2 separate regions of the Mus musculus genome follow, and region 1 is linked to region 2. Evidence: chromatin contacts called from public ChIA-PET data. All regions are on one chromosome and are shown on one strand. The core of a region is the stretch at or near the end of the contact, and the rest is flanking DNA. Distances in the headings are between cores, read along the strand shown. Region 1 has its middle 42 kb from the start of Gm32234. Region 2 overlaps Cdk19 (cyclin-dependent kinase 19).

Region 1 (5,001 bases), core at 313-2,812, 120 kb after region 2:
CCCTAAAGGTTTCAGGTGCGCTGGCCAAATTATTAGTTGGCTCCAGAGCTGTTACAACGCTGGGCTAAAACTTACATAAACTAAAAACATAAACTGACCAGACACATGGCAAATACTTTACTTGCTGAGTTTAGGCAAATTAATATTGAGAGCAAGGGATGTGATGACAGGGTCCAGGGTTGCTACTGCATAGAAAAACACCAAAATTCCAACAAAAATGACTTGCGAAGACACCAGACAATAGCCCTGACTGAGCCTGAGCAGAAAGCAGAGTTGGTTGATGAAGATTTGTGGTGCTGTATGTATGCTCCAAGCAGTGAAGAACTGTGCTCTGGAATTCAGAAGTCAGCACATGGTTGCAGGGACATAGGCTGGAGACTCTCTGTGAGTTCAGGGCCAGCCTGGTCTACAGATCCAGTTCTAGCACAGCCAGGGCTATGCAGAGAAACCATGTTTGGAATGCTCCCCCACCCTCAAAAAAGAAATCAGCATATTAATAAGGACTCCACAAATAGAGGATCTCAATAAAGATGTAGAAACTATGAAAAACATAATCTAAATGGTTTAAGTGTAATAACAAATTTACAGAAAAATCGGTGGATTTAAATTTAGACCATTAGAAATGATCCAATTTGAAGAACAATGAAAAAAAAAAGATTGAATAAAAGTAACCCCTCAGATGCTGGATGGGATGACAGCAGACATCTCATACCTGTGTAATCAACTTCACAGAGTAAAGGAGAGGATGGAGGGATACATTTAATGATACAATGAATAAAAATCACCATCTGATAGCAACCATCGTTTACAGACCCACAAACTCAACACATCCAGATACATTCAAAGAGACTGGTGACAAGGCACAGGGTCTCAGACTGGGTATAAGATCAGGTCCAGTGATACGTCATCTCCAGGAGGCAGTCTGATCCTCTGGGGGTGTAGCTCAGCAGTACAGTACTTGCCTCACTTGCAGGAGGCTGGAAGGCGGCCATGAAGAGGCGTCCAGTAGCATGACCTCTTTACAGGTCTCTGCTCAGGAGCTGCAGAGAGCAGGAAGGCCAACAACTGCTCTGGGCTATTGAGGATGTGGGCTCTGGAGGCCCAGAAGTGCTGTGTCCATACTTGCCGAAGCTCTGGGGTGCTGGTGGAAGAGTCCCCTCAGGCTTTCTGACTTCCTACTGGCCTTTCAGTAGCAGAGCTGGATAACCTCTCTTGCCCTATATCATCACCTTAGCTCTCACACACTTGAGGGATCTGGGCTGAAGCTGCCCTAGGCTCTGTCACCTGCAGTGCCACCCAGCATCTGGCCTTTGTGGCTATGAGACCCATCTGCCTCCTGTGCCCCTGGCTTTGTTCTCTGGGCTCTGCAAGCTTACATTGCACTACTTGGCATCTGAGACATGTGAAAAGAGAGTATCATGTAGAATAACCGAGAGCAAATATGCATAAGAAGTCAAGTAGTAGCTGGCATGTGGCACTTTCTCTGCTGTGCTGGTGAGAAGGCACAGAGACACAAAGAAACCCAGACTTTGCCCTTGTGAACCTTCTGCTTAAACGAGAGTAACTCCGACTTTAATCAGTAACTACACCAAACATGACAGCTGTCTCAGCATGCCTTCTGATGCTGCAATGGAGTGCCTGAAGCTGGACTTTGTACTTACTTGCTTGGCGTGGTGATTTTGAGGCAAGGCCTCATTGTCCCTAAGGAGATGCCCTCACATAGTAGGCATCATTACACAGTAGGTATCCTTACATATTTGTCAATGAGAAGGTGAATAAGCTTGGTCAGAAGGAGAGGCCGCTCTGCCTAGGTTAAGGGTCCCTTTGTCCCAGTCCTGTAACGGGCCCTATGTGCCAGCAGATGCAGGTGATTCTGGGGAAAATGCGGGGAGGAGGCTGTGGGCTGTGGTAGCCCCAAAGACTAGCCCCCTGTGCCTCTCTATTACTTCTATAGTCCTTCAGTGTTCTCCTTCTCTTCCTTCCTGCCTCAGGTGTGGCCCTCAGTCCCTCACAGCCTCTCCTCAGGAGTAACATCTTTCCCCATCATCTCACCTATTCTGCCAAGCTAAGGTTCTGTTTGCTCAGCAGCATCCCTAAACCTGACAGCTCCACTCCACACAGCATGCGTCCTGGAGGGGAAACGGGGTACTGGGGTTGGGCTTAGTCCTTAACATGAAAAAGTAACAATGTACTGATTAGTGCAGGACTGTTTCCTAGAGCAGCAGCATACAACATGGACGCTACTCTCACATCTTCAGTGTACAGTCGGCCACAGCTTTCTCCTTCTTTCTAGGGGAACTATTGCTGTGAGTAGAAAAGCATTGGCTGAACGCCTACTGTATACAGAGGCTAAGTGTTTCCGCTTGCCTGAAACCAGTATTGTTTCATGTAGAGGCAAGAGGAGTGTGAGCTTGAGTCATGGAAGGAAAATGTTCCTATTTGGCCCATAGGTGCTCCTTAGAGAAGCGTCACAAGGTAGCAACTGTGGTGGATCAGCCAATCAATGCAAGAACCATTACCAACAGAAATGAAGGCTCAGCATTCCCAGGAGACTGTACATGAAACTGGTGCATTGTTCCTCTGAGACCAAATGTCTGGAGACCCCAAGTGGAGCCAACACTCTCCTTGTGCATCACCTCCATCGGCTAACCCCAAGAATGACATATTTCTTGGCATTAAGAAGATACTTCTGTGGGAGGCTGAGGCAGGAGGATCATTTGAGCCCAGGGCTACACAGTGAGATCCTATCTCAATGAATAAATAAATAGATAAAATCAGAGAAAAAGAGGAGGAGGAGGAAGAGGAGGAGAAGGAGGAGGAAGAAGAGGAGGAGAAGGAGGAGGAGGAGGGGAAAGGGAAGGGGGAGGGGGACAGGGAGGGGGAGAGGGAGGGGGAGGGGAAGAGAAGGAGAAAAGATACTTCTTACATGTATGCCTGATAGGCCATGGTGTGGCTCTGTGAGAAAAGTACTTGAAGCTCAAATACAAATACTTGCATTTGATCTTCAGCACAGTCATTAAAAAGCCAGGCTTGGGCTGGGAAGACAAACAGCTCAGTGGCTAAGAGTACTCACTGCTCTGTCAGAGGTCCAGCTCCCAGCTTCCATATCAGGTGGGACACAAACTCCTGTAACTCAATCTCCAAAGGATCCAACACCCTCATCTAGCCGTACTCCTTCTCTCTCTCTCTCTCTCTCTCTCTCTCTCTCACACACACACACACACACACACACTCTCTCTCTCTCTCTCTCTCTCAAATAAAATAAATAAAAAAAGAAAAGAAAAGCCAGGCTCGGTTGTGATTGTTTGTAACCCCAACCCTGGGGAGGGAGGATCCCGGGAACACTCACTGGCCAGCCAGCCTAGCTGAATCTTGGAACTTGAGGTGAGGGCCAATGAGAGACCGCAGTTCAAAAACTAAGATGGAGAGCAATTGAGGAAGATGCTTGACAAACTGTGACCTCCATACTATTGTATGTGCACGTGTGCCCTCACATATCTGACACACACACACACACACACACACACACACACACACACACGCGCGCGCACACACAGCCTGAAATTTTTACCTGGATATAAGCAGGGATTACATGTCTATCAGTTGCTCAGATGACTGGAGATTCATTTCCTCAGTCTCTGATCTAAAAAGAGAACTGTGTAGGGGGTCAGGGAGCAGGGGAGGGTCCAAGGAAGAGAGTCTCAGACCATCTGGATCACCTGTGCTGATGCCTCAGGCTCCCCTTTGCTTCAAAGTCACTGGAGGCAGAATGTCACTAAAGCTGTTGATGCTGGGGAACTGAGTTCATTGTCCGCTCTGCCCTTTCAAGTCTGTCGTAGACAATGACCTCCACATGCCCTTCTGTTTATTAAAGGCATAACTGGAAGCCAGTCACCCACCTCTCACGTATCTTAGAAAACGTCATGCAGGCTGAGGGGCTGCTCCTCAGGAGGGCATTGTCTCTGTGCCACCCAGAGCCCTGATATCAGGCATCAGGATGCAGGGTGGGGTCCCTTCCCTTCAGTTTCTCACCAAGGTCTGGTCTGCCAAGCAAAGACAGGGACAGAATTGCAGGTTGGCAGTTAGCACAAAGAGTCAGTTCACAAACTCATTTGGTCACACTCCTAGCACGGACTCCAGGCTGGACTCATGTCATAGAGTTGTTTGTTTGCTTCTCAACCCTGAGGCTCTAGACACACTTCTCAAAAATAACAGACAACTCTTAGGGCCTGGCACTTTTAGACACTCTGAAGAATGGTAACAGTAGCAACACGTTGAGGGAAACCCTTTTTCACCAGGACTCTTTCCTGCACACATTTAACCTCTCCCACCATCTGTCTTGTGGACTATTGCGGTTTTGTTAGTTGCTTAATTTCTGTTTTTAAAGCTGTTTAAAAACGTTTCTCTCTTCTCACAGAACCCTGACTTGTAAATGTCTTCCTATTTGCCTTGTGTTCCTCTCCAGTTGCAGACCCTAATGCTGTTTCCCTTTGCCTAACAGGAAACAGAGATTGGCATGCACTTCCGTTTGCCAGCCAGGGTGCACCTGGCCAACAGGCGGGTCTGTGCAGTACTGCATATTATCATTAATATTATTTAACTGTTGCCAGGAGAGTCAGAGAGAAAGGAAGGCATCCCTCGCGGCACACACACCACGGTGCCACACGGATGCTTGGTATCAACCCCATCTCTTTACTCTGTTCACCTGGAACAGGAATTATTCTCTCTCTCTCTCCTTCTCCCTCTCCCTCTCCCTCTCCCTCTCCCTCTCTCTCTCTCTCTCTCTCTCTCTCTCTCTCTCTCTCTCTCTCTCTCTCCTCTCCCTCCTCTCCCTCCTCTCTCCTTCTCTCCTTCTCTCCTCTCTCTCCCCTCTTCTTCCCTTCTCCCCCTCTCTCTCTCCTCCCCCCCCCCATCTATCTTCATCCTGGAGACAGAATGTCCATGCAGTCCTACCTACCCTTAGTTACACCCCACCGCCCACATACATCATCGCTCCTTGCT
Region 2 (5,038 bases), core at 70-2,569:
TGTGCTGGGGTGGGATGTATCAAGAGACAGCTTTCTGTGTTACCACGCAGCAGTTAAAACGATATCACAGATGCATCACTTTGATCACATTTATGATGCATTTTTATTCGTTATTACTAAAACCTGTAAAAGAAAAAAAAAAGAAAGAAAGACGTTGGAGCTGCTGAGCTAGCTGCTCAGTGGATGCGACATTTGGTGCCAGTAAGCCTGTTGCGTTCTAATCCCTGGGACCCGTGCAGTGGCAGGAGAGAAACGGCTTCTGCAGTGGGCCTTTGTGTGCTTGCTTGTGTGCACACCCACAGACCAGTGTAACAGAAATCAGAAAGCCATAGAGAGCTAGAGAGTGACTTTCACTTGCTCTGACATTAAGATTGGGAGTAACTCATAAAAGAGAACACTGGTATATTGTATAGTATGACTGTGCCATTTCTCAGACTTAGCTGCACTGTGGTTTCTTCTGGGAACTTGTCCAAGTCATTATTCATGTTGTATTCTTCCCTACTGCTCCTTTTACTGAAAGATTGCTTCACAATAAATAGAGAGGCAGCCTAATCCATGACTCATGACTGGAGGATAGACATTCTTGTGTTAGGTTCCGTGTGCCAGAAACGTTAGTCTCCAATATGCTAATTACCGCTCTTCCCAACTTGTTAATATGCTCTTCTCAAGTTTGTGCTTGTTTTAGTAGAGAAACAAACACATCCCACATACTTGTAAAATACATTTTTATAGAGGTTTTTTTAATGAGTTGCTTTTAAAGAAAATAATGAGATTAGGATCAGAAAATCTGATATACCTTTCTTGGGCAATGTTTCTTTGACCAAAAAAAGGGGATCATTTTGCCATTTATGTGCCAGATCTTATAAATATTACTTTTATGAGTTTATGCAAGTTTTTATGAATTTTCTTCATATTACTGGAACAATTCTTTTAACAATTGTGCATAGGCACATGCATGTAGCACATCCCTATGTGTGAATGTGGGTCAGCATGTACCTTGAGTGTTGGTCCTCACCTTGCACCCCGTTTGAGAGTCTCTTTTCCAGTGCATCAGCAGTGTAGTGGCCTGTGAGCTTCTGCAGATCCTCTGCCTTTGTCTCCTAGCTGGCTGTGGGTGAACAGGGATTACAGACAATCACATAATACGTCAGGCTTTTATGAGACTTACGGGCATTTGAACTCAGGTCTTCATTTTTGCATATTTGTGTGACAGCACTTTTACCTAGTGAGACAACTTTCTCAGCTCTAGTAACTTTGTATTTTTGTTTGGAGGCAGGGTACCAAGGTCTCACTGTGTAAACCTGGCTGGTCCAGAACTTTCTGTTGTGGACTGTGTTGAACTCGAATTCTCACAGATGCTTGTACCTCGGTCCCTTCAGTGCTGAGATTAAAGTTGTGCGTCAGCACATTTGGTTTACAGTTTTTTCTTTAATTAAAAAAAGATCTGTAGCAGCTAACAATTTTTTTAAAAAGATTTTTATTTAATGTCTATGAGTATACACTGTAGCTGTCTTCAGACAACCAGAAGAGGGCATCGGATCCCATTACAGATGGTTGTGAGCCACCATGTGGGAATTGAACTCAGGACCTCTGGAAGAACAGTCAGTGCTCTTAACCACTGAGCCATCTCCCTAGCCCCAGCTGACATATTTAGCAATATAGGTTATACTGCAAAGCATAAAGTTAATAACAATGTCAGTTTGTAGGTAGATTCTGAATGAGAATTGGGGTATCTGTTTTCTTGTTTAATTTTATTAAATTTTTAGAGTAATTGTTTTCTGTCCTTTGGAAATTGTGTTCTACTAGGTATCAAGTAAGTGTCTGTGCATTGTGCCTGACATGGAGGATGTGCGGTTCATGCGAGGTTGAGTAACGTTCATTTGCTCAAGACACAGCCAGTCAGCTGAGTTCACCGTTTGTTTCACTTGCTCCTATCTCTTAGCAGCAGTAGGTAGGACTTTCAGATTATTTAGTGGAGTAAGCTATACCTTTATATTGAAACCCTGTGGCCTTTTACGTTCTTTAATGGCTACTTTTAATTTACCAGTAGTAATTGAAAATAATTTTCCTAAGAATTTTTTGTACTTCATTTCTAAGTTAATTGGTTATTTTTTATCATTTTAAATTATGCATATTTAACTGTGATATGGTATATATAGGTATAATTAAGAGTCTCAGTAGATTATCAAAACATAGAAAGGCATCTTGTCTACCTCCACCCCTTTTAGTTTCTTTGAGGAAGATGAGATTAAATATATGGTTATAAAGAATTTTAAAAAGTGTGTGTGTGCGCGTGTGTTTGTGTGTATGTGTGTGTGCAGTGGAGGTGAGAGGCATTGGATTCCCCTGGGAACTGAATTTGGTCCTCTGCAAGATCGGGTTGACTCTTAACTTCTGAATCATTTCTCCAGGGTGTTAACCTCCCCCTACCCTTTTCTTTTTGAGAGAGAGTCTCATGTAGCTTTGGCTGGGTTTTTGTTAGTTAGCCAAGGTTGGCAGTGAACATCTGGTTCTCCTGCTTCTGCCTCCCAAGTCCAAAGCCTGTACCATCATGCCTGTTTTTATCTGGTGCTGGGAATTGAACCTAGGGCTTCGTGCATGCTAGACAAGTACTAACTATGCCAACTGAGCTACACGTGTACCCCAATCTGTACCATACATTTTACATATGAGACCATTGTTTTCAAAGTGATGCTCTTATGGGTTCAGTCCTTCCCATTTTTGATTTTACTTTCACAATCCTGTCTCCCTTCTAAGCTACTGACATTTAACATCTTCCTTTAGACATTATCAAAGCCCTCAACTTTTCAGTTCCCTACAACTTGCTCAGTCTGCTGTATTGCCTAGCCTGCTAGCAGGAGTCATTCTGGGCTGTCTGTTGTTTTCCTGTGTCCATTGGCTCTGTGTCCTAGTTGTCTTTCAGAGCCATCTGCTCTTACTCCCTAGCTTACACTGTTGTGCCCACAAACCTGACTCTCAGGGTCTCTGTTCTTCGTCACACCTCCAGACTGCTCGCAGGAACATAGCCTGCATAGGTTCTTTCCTACCTCGTGTCTTAGGATGAATGAAGTCCAGGTTCCTTAGTACGCTTACTAAGGTGTGTGTCCTGCTTGTTTCTTTCTCAGCGGTTTTCTTTTCTTCCCCGTGCTCTATCGGCCTTCAGATGTATTGTGCTCCTTTGCAGGTGAGCCTTGGCGCGTGCTGTTCTTTCTCAGGAAACAAAAAGACATGAAAAACATTGCTGTGCTGATTAAACCTAAATCACTTACTTGTGTTAGAATTTTGGACCCTCTGCTTCACTTGTAGTCTCGAAGTGTTACTTACATGCTTTCGGTGGCATTGTAGCATGTGAGAGGAATGCAGAGGCAGTGCTTGAGGGTGGCAGATCAGTTTCTTCAGTGCATTAAGTCCCATGAAACAATAGCTATTTGCAGCTCCTAATAAATGCAGTATGTCCTGTTGGATAGTGCTGATTTGCTTTGAATTAAAAAGTTGATTTAATGGTAAGTTTAAAAGATAGCTGTTTATTATAAATTAAGAGTAGAATGGCTCATTATTACTGGTATTTACATTTGATTTTAATTGGGTAACCATTTTATATAATTAGTATCTTGGTTTTTAACTTATTAGTGACTTTAACTCTTGGGTTGACATTTGCCTGAAATACATCATTTGATAAGGCTAGATTTGCCTAAATGTTTTTGTTTTTGGAGATTAGGTCTCTTGTAGCCCAGGCTAGCCTTGAACTCACTATGTAAGTATAGATGACCTTGGACTCCTAATTCCTCCATCTCCATATCCCTAAAGGTGGTAACATCACGACCATTAAAGTAGACAAATTCAGGTCAACCTTTGTGGGAACTTTTGAAAGAAAATTGTCAATAGTTTATGTAAGATGCATTTCTCAGTCCACACAGCACATTTTATGATGCAGAAATGAGATAGTTGTTTATAGCTTGTTTTCTTTAAGTATTGTAATGCAGGGTTCAGGGAGTGCCTCACACCTTTTTTTTCTGAGCACTTGGGGAGGCAGAAGTGGACTGATCTTTGTGAGTGGAGGCTAGCTTGATCTGTATGGACACACTGTCTCAAACAACAGCAACAAAACCCAGCAGACAATAATAAGAACTGTTGTACTAGAATGGAGCGTCATTCTCAGAAGAATAGAGCTGACATTTTGGTTTGACCTCACGATTTACATGCAATGCTGATTCAAGTTTCAAATAAAATCTTCTAAGCCAATTAACTTTTCTCTTGTAAGTATATTTCAGAGATTGTGGATATAAAGAGCAAGAGCCCTTTCTTACTGCATTAGGAAAGAGACTATAATAGTATCTAACATCAAGTAGGAAAACTGCCAAAACTCCCACCTAACTAAAAGGATATGGGGTGCAGTTATGGCTCAGTGAGTAAAGCTCTGGCTGCACTTCTATAAGACTATATTCTATTCCCAGCACCCACGCGGAGGCTCACAACCATCTGTAACAGCAATTTACAGGCATTTCCTTTCAGGGCTGAATTCTTGCAGTGCGGGGCTGTATGACAAGATTTTTTCCCTGGGGAGATGCAGCAGTGCTAGGGATCTGATGCCCTTTATCAACCTCTCCACAGGCACCAAGCATGCAAATTGTGCATATATATGCTCAGGCAAAATACCCATCCACTAAATAAATAAACAAGTAAATGAGTAAATAATCTTTTTTTGTGTGTTTGTTTGTTTTAAAGGAAGATGCCTCAGTGGCCCAGGTTTAGTAGCACTTTCCGTGATAGAAAACTAAAACATTGAAAATGTTTAAAAATGTTGATTTTAGTATTTTGGATCTTAGTAATCTTTTTGGGTATTTTATTTTGAAAAAAATACTTAGCATTTGAGGTAATTTTGTAAAAAGAATCTCAGAACGAAGCCGGAGGTTGGGCTGGGTATAGTTCAGGGATAGAAAGCAGGCGTGGCAAGTGCAAAGCTTAGTCCTTAGTACAAATAAACCTAGGAAGCAGTATTGCCTGCTCTAATGCTCTAATTCTATCTGACTCGACAGAG

The links. ChIA-PET counts read pairs in DNA pulled down with a chosen protein or histone mark.
Region 1: a contact with region 2 is called in an H3K27ac ChIA-PET map of liver, with 3 times the contacts expected there. The contact joins two enhancer-like sites. A contact is called at or near these places in 2 of 15 datasets of contacts at CTCF or cohesin (the NIH/3T3 cell line and large pre-B cells), 4 of 484 Hi-C or Micro-C datasets (the N1E-115 cell line, bone marrow-derived macrophages, erythroblasts and 1 more) and 8 of 115 datasets of contacts at active chromatin or transcription factors (the HPC-7 cell line, bone marrow-derived macrophages, double positive thymocytes and 5 more).

Annotation. Positions count from the first base shown.
Region 1 is chr10:40,493,394-40,498,394 of GRCm38.p6, forward strand. No RefSeq gene overlaps it. Among named protein-coding and RNA genes, the nearest start is that of Gm32234, 42 kb to the left of the region's middle. Within about 2 kb of position 1,563, at least 31 of the 459 cell types and tissues checked have an H3K27ac peak or open chromatin away from gene starts, as enhancers often do. A contact at or near this core is called in double positive thymocytes and liver, where this site is marked.
Region 2 is chr10:40,372,057-40,377,094 of GRCm38.p6, forward strand. The region is part of intron 1 of Cdk19 (cyclin-dependent kinase 19); the gene reads left to right. Among named protein-coding and RNA genes, the nearest start is that of Cdk19, 25 kb to the left of the region's middle. Within about 2 kb of position 1,320, at least 244 of the 459 cell types and tissues checked have an H3K27ac peak or open chromatin away from gene starts, as enhancers often do. A contact at or near this core is called in double positive thymocytes and liver, where this site is marked.